Regions from separate parts of the Rattus norvegicus genome. Here region 2 is linked to region 1. A link is a contact called in public Hi-C data. All regions are on one chromosome and are shown on one strand. The core of a region is the stretch at or near the end of the contact, and the rest is flanking DNA. Distances in the headings are between cores, read along the strand shown.

What was found. A called contact is a pair of places that touch in the nucleus more often than the background predicts.
Region 2: a Hi-C map of mammary epithelial cells shows a contact between it and region 1, with 2.5 times the contacts expected there. The contact joins the enhancer-like site here to the promoter of Macf1l1 in region 1. A contact is called at or near these places in 1 of 12 Hi-C or Micro-C datasets (mammary epithelial cells) and 1 of 1 datasets of contacts at active chromatin or transcription factors (oligodendrocytes).

What each region holds. Positions count from the first base shown.
Region 1 is chr5:140,968,618-140,971,317 of GRCr8, forward strand. It overlaps Macf1l1 (microtubule-actin crosslinking factor 1 like 1), which reads right to left and starts at 1,439. Exons shown (of 1, transcript NM_001291383.1): 1 at 1-1,439. The coding sequence starts at 663. The region is part of intron 58 of Macf1 (microtubule-actin crosslinking factor 1); the gene reads right to left.
Region 2 is chr5:141,210,257-141,212,956 of GRCr8, forward strand. The region is part of intron 2 of Macf1 (microtubule-actin crosslinking factor 1); the gene reads right to left. Among named protein-coding and RNA genes, the nearest start is that of Macf1, 22 kb to the right of the region's middle. Within about 2 kb of position 1,330, at least 64 of the 93 cell types and tissues checked have an H3K27ac peak or open chromatin away from gene starts, as enhancers often do.

The sequences.
Region 1 (2,700 bases), core at 189-2,688:
TTGGAATCTGAAGTCCTGGCAGTCTCTCAAATTTTTTACATTTTGTACTTCTGGAATATCTACAGATTTGGACATGTGTTCCAAAGTAACGGACTCAGACTGAGGTTCCCTGTGGTCAAACTGACCAGAACTTTCTGTCAATGCAGAACTGGATTCTTTTTTCTCATGCAAGGAAGGATTTGAAGCACCAGCTTCTGAGACTTCACTCAGAGAAGCCTCCATCCTTTCTGCAAATTCTGGGAAGTTGGGTGGCATGAAGGACTTCCAGGATCTCCTGTTAACATTATCTTTGCGCTCTGCATTTGGCCGACGTCTGGGTGGCACAGGTGCTGACTTCTGCACATCACTGCTTAGCTTTAATGCATCAAATATTATCCTCTCATCCAGCTTCTTGCCTTCTGGTACTCTAGATTCAAAAACATTAGATGATGCTCCTAATGTACCATTGCTGGATAGGGTACTTCCGTCCATCTTCTCCATGGTGCTTTTTGACGTCTGATTAAGTTTTGACCCCTGGTCAATCTGTTCATTTATCCGCATCGTATCGTATATGGACCTCTGTGGAACATAGCAATCTTCTATATAGCCGTCCTCATCTTCCCCTTTACCCAGGCAGGTGGGGTTCCTCCTTAAACAGTCTGGCCTGCTAAGTGGCTTACCCATACTTTTTCAATAAAGATGAACCATCAAGCTTTCAAAAAGTTTTTTTTCACAGGTTCTCTCAAAATACATTCTATATGAATTGTAAGTTCTCTTACATGTTTATACTCCAAACCACCAATTGCATCTGCCTTCCAGAAAGATCTGGAAGTTCCAATTTGAAACCATTCTGGGAAAAACTCTAAGACAAACAGGTTTTTCCTCACAGGCTAGCAGCCTCATAATTGCAGACAGACAAATGATATTATTTAATCAACAAGCATAAAACAATTACTTGTATGGCTTCTGGTTTTACTTTTCTAAAGAGTACTGTCCCTTCAAATTCAGTCTGCAAAAAATCATTTGATATTGACAAATCTTATTCAATATCTAGTTTCACTCTATTCTCACCGAAGCTGAGTTGGAAGCAGAAAATTTATACCAACTATGTCCTTTAATAACAATGGCACACCCTCTCTAGCTTTCAAGTATGGTCCAAGCTCCTAAGAATTCCTTTCATTTTTATCCTGTGTTGAGCCCCGAAGAGTCCAGCTGGTCTGAATTAGCCATTCGTCCTCTCTAGTTGGGGTGTTTGCATTTGAACAGGGCTGGTCAGCGGATATTCCTGCAACTTTAAACACAGGAAGTCCTTCATTCGGGGCCAGCTTGGGGCTTCCTGTCTCCAAAACATCATGGCATTGTTGTGGCTTCCAAGCCAACACTGTATCGTGGCCGCAAAACAAGGCGAGTGGAGGCCCACGCTGGGCCTTTCAGAAGGCGGGCAGGCTGCGGCAGCGACCAAGAGGTAGTCTGAAGGACTCACTTAGCACCGCCCGCAAACCCGCGCCATGCCTCGCGCCCCGGAGGGCCAGGGTCGCCTCACCGCAACCTTGCAGGTGGCTCCTGGCGGGCCGGCCTTGGGTCTAGCGCTCAGGAAGTTAGTTTGTCCCTCCGGCAGCAGAAAGTCCCGTGTCCTGTGGGCGCCGCCTCCCCGGCCACTGCAGGTCCCCGGCCCCCAGCCGCCGCGTCGTGGGCTGCATGACAAGCAGTCGCCTCTTTTCTCCACCACGCCGCGGGCCCTGGAGCCGTTTTCCCCGTCCGCAGCTGTCACGGTCCCGGCATGCAAACTTCTGGCCGGGAACAAAAGGCTCCGCTCCGGCCGCACGAGGGGGGCGAGCCCGCCTCTCTAACGCCGCGCGGCCCGCTCACACGCCGCTGGCTGGAAGTGCTCGGGTGGCGGGCGGATCTCCTCCCCTTTCCAGCCCCGCCACTGCCGCTGCCCCGCCCGGGCAGCCCCCTTGGAAGCCCGGGAGCGCGCGGCGCCGACTGCAAGGGAGGAGGACGGGGGCGGGGCCTGCAGGGAGCCCCGCCGGGAGGGGAGGGGGCGGGGGCAAGGATTGGAAGCCAAGGCGGCAAGGGAGGGGCTTCCTGGGGTTGGGGCCAGGGACTCCAGCTCATCCTTCACCCCCTCTAGCTCACTCCCTCCACACCCGCGGGCGTAGTAGTGTCCCCGCCCGCGAGGGTGAGAGGAGAGGAGCAGTCCTGGTCACGCCGGACAAATCTCCTGACAAAGGAAAGCCCCGCCCTCATATCGCTGGCCCGGCCCCTACGCCCCCGCTTCTTTCCAACCCCTGGGATGCGAGCCCAGCACAAGGGCGAACCCAGAAGGGGCGCCCCCGCCTCTCCCACTGCCAGCCGGTTGTGGCTAGGGCCACTCGGGGCCCCATCTGCCGGTAGAGACCTACGGGCTAGGGTGGGCGGTCTGCACTACTCTAGGCTCCAGCTCTGCCACACTGTCCTTGTATTTTTCCAATGTCACCTCTGGCGCTGACCAAAGAACTGACTAGCCTTAAACACAGCCTTTTCTTGGTATGCCAAGGAATTGAGTTAGACTCAGGAACCAAGTTATTGGACAAACTCTAGGCACAGTTTCCCTTCTCAAGTGCGTCAGATCTTGGCCCATTACGCCACCTGGACTTCTCTGCTCAGACTTCAGCGGTCTTAACGACCGGAAAATGGGGTGCAGGTTGAAGTGCAGAGAGGACACTGGCAGGAACAGCC
Region 2 (2,700 bases), core at 80-2,579, 240 kb after region 1:
GGGTTGAAGATTTCTCTCCTTCACATGGAAAGAAAGGCAAGGCTAGTCACTAGAGACCAGCTTTGGCGGGGGAGGGGTGGCTGTGAAGTTTCTGGGAAAATCAACATCTCCAAAGAGAGTGCAGTCCAGAGCACACTGAATATAAATCAAAGCTGGGGCTCCAGGGCCACGCACCCCTGCCTTCCACTCGGGGCGGTTAAGGAAAGGCAGTCCGCAGCCCTGCTGGCCTGTCAAAACTTTCTCTGCGTGCACTCAGCGGAGATTAGACATTAACTCGCTGAACTGCTTCGCAAGACAGCCTCCAGGGGCTGAAATCCGAGCTCCGAGACCAATCTTTATTTCTGAGAGGAAAAAAAAAATAATAATGCTAACTAGACCCCTGCCTCAACCAGGCAGGCCCAGACATTAAGGAGGGTGGCCTGGGGGTGGGGAGGCCTCCCCACAGAAATCTGCACACTCACCGGCCACGCCGCCCACCCGACCCCCACGACCCCCTGGGTGCTCGCCATCCTAGGCTCCCTCTCGACAACTCTTGATAGTCAAAGAGACAAAAGCGGGCGGGCGACCCCCGGAGATCCACCGCAGGGAAGCTCGCCCCGGGAAACCGAATGAGAGCGTCTCCCTCGAGCCCAACTCCTCCTCCACCAGAGTCCCAGAGCAGGCGGTCTCCCGAGCCAGCTCCACGTCTCTCCTCCTTCGGATCCGGCCAGATAATAGAGCAAACAGTGTGACTGGAGATATGAGAGCGCCGAGCGCCGGCCGGGGAGCGGGGCTCCGAGGCTTATCTCAACTCTACCAGAAGCCGGCGGCCGCAGCTCCTGGCCCAGCCCCGCGCCGGTGGACGCGCCCCCCGCCCGCCTCCCCACCTGCACCGGGCCGAGCCGCTCCGGCTCCCGCCAGCGCCGGCCCGGCCGCAGCCTCACCTTTGTAGCGCTCCAGCACATCCTCGTATGCCTGCACGAACTCCTTCTCCTGGCTGCGGTTGGCCGGCTGCTGACCCGGCACGTAGCCGGCCATGGCTGCCCGCGCCGCGCTCTGCCCGGGCCCCGAGGGGCTCCGGCTCCAGGCCCGCGCGCCGAGGCGGCGGCGGCGGCGTCCCCAGCCTCGGCCTTTGTGCGGTTCTGTGGCGGCGGCGCCTTCGCTCTCTCGCTCTCCGCTCTGCGTCTGTCTCGCTCGGCCCGGCAGTCGCTCTCGGCTCCCTCAGACCGCTCGCACCCGGCCGGCTCGCGCTCCGCCGGTCCCGGCTCGCGTTTCCGCCTCCCCACCCCTCGGCTCCGCTCCTCCCTCAGCCCGCCCCGGCGCGACGGCGGCGGCGCCTCCTGTCAGGAGCGCCAGGCCGGGCCGGTTCCCCGCCCCTCAGCCCGCCGCCTCCGCCGCCGGGCGCGTCCTCAGTCCCGCGACTGCAGCCTGCTGGGCCGGGAGGGCGGCCGACCACCGCCCGGGCGGGCCGCGAGCGGGAGCGGGGCACGGAAGAGGCCGGCCGACGCCTGAGGCCCGCCGCCAGGAGGCCCCCCTGCACGTCAGAACAGGAGGCCGAGCGGGCCGCAGAGGCCGGGAGACCCCCGGGCCGACCCAAGCTGGGCCGCAGCCCTACTCAGCGCTAACATACACCGGCAGCCGGGACAAAGGAGGGAGCCACGGGCTGGGCCTGTGCGGCTGCGGGAAAAGGTCCTAGAGAAAACCTTGAAGGCAGAAGCAAAAGACCAAGATGCCTCACATCCAAGGCCACACTGCTCCAGAACCAAGACAAGAGCAAGACCCAGCCAGGACTGATATATATGTGAGGCCGAAGGGCTCACAAAGAAGCCCGGGAACAAAGGATTGTCCAGAAACAGACGAAACTGAAGTGGAAGCGAGGGGGACAGAGCCATCACCATAAAGTAAACCAGGCCAAGGAGCAAAGCCTGAGAGATGACAACTGAGAGAGTGATGAAAACAGGATTCTGAGTGCACATGGGGGGAGGGCATAAATCCAGGGGGGAAGAGACCCAATAGGATTACTAAACTGTGACAGCCCTCTCAACCGAGCGACCTAAATCAAAAGGGAGAAATGTGGGAACCTGAGGCTGCACCACGACTGCCAGGGAACAAAGGAAGGATTCTGGAGCAAAACTGGTTAGGGCAACGCGAGGGAAGCCAGTAGCCAGTTATTCTCAGCCCTGGAGGGGGAAAAAAAAAAGGGAAACGTAAATACGAGCAGGGATTTATTTAGGACCATTTTGTAAAGGGTTCCCAGCGTCATCAGGTTCTCCATTTAGTTGTATATCATTCAATCCCACTAGTCATGGGTTGACTAGAACCAAAAGCAATGAATGAGGAATTCCAAGATGGTAGCTCACACCTGTAGTCCTAGCCCTCAAGAGGCCGAAGCAGAATTGCTACAAGTTCAAGGTCTGTCTGGGCCTCAGAGTAAGACTGTCTCAAACAAACAAAACTGATACTTTTAGCCCACTTTTGGCCCACTCAGCCGTCGTTGACTTGTTTTCCGGGAAACGGGGAAGTGGCTGTGGTAATAACTTAGACTAGTAAATGTCACAGCAAAGACACATGAGCAAGTAGAAGAAGATTGCATATGGCATTGAGCAACCAAAGTGGCCGCTTGGAATTCCATTTCAGTTCTCATTCTTCAGAGTGAAGAAGGAGCCTCTTACCCTAGAGCAAGAACTGTAACTTTGTACCTTTCGAATGATGTCAAGTATT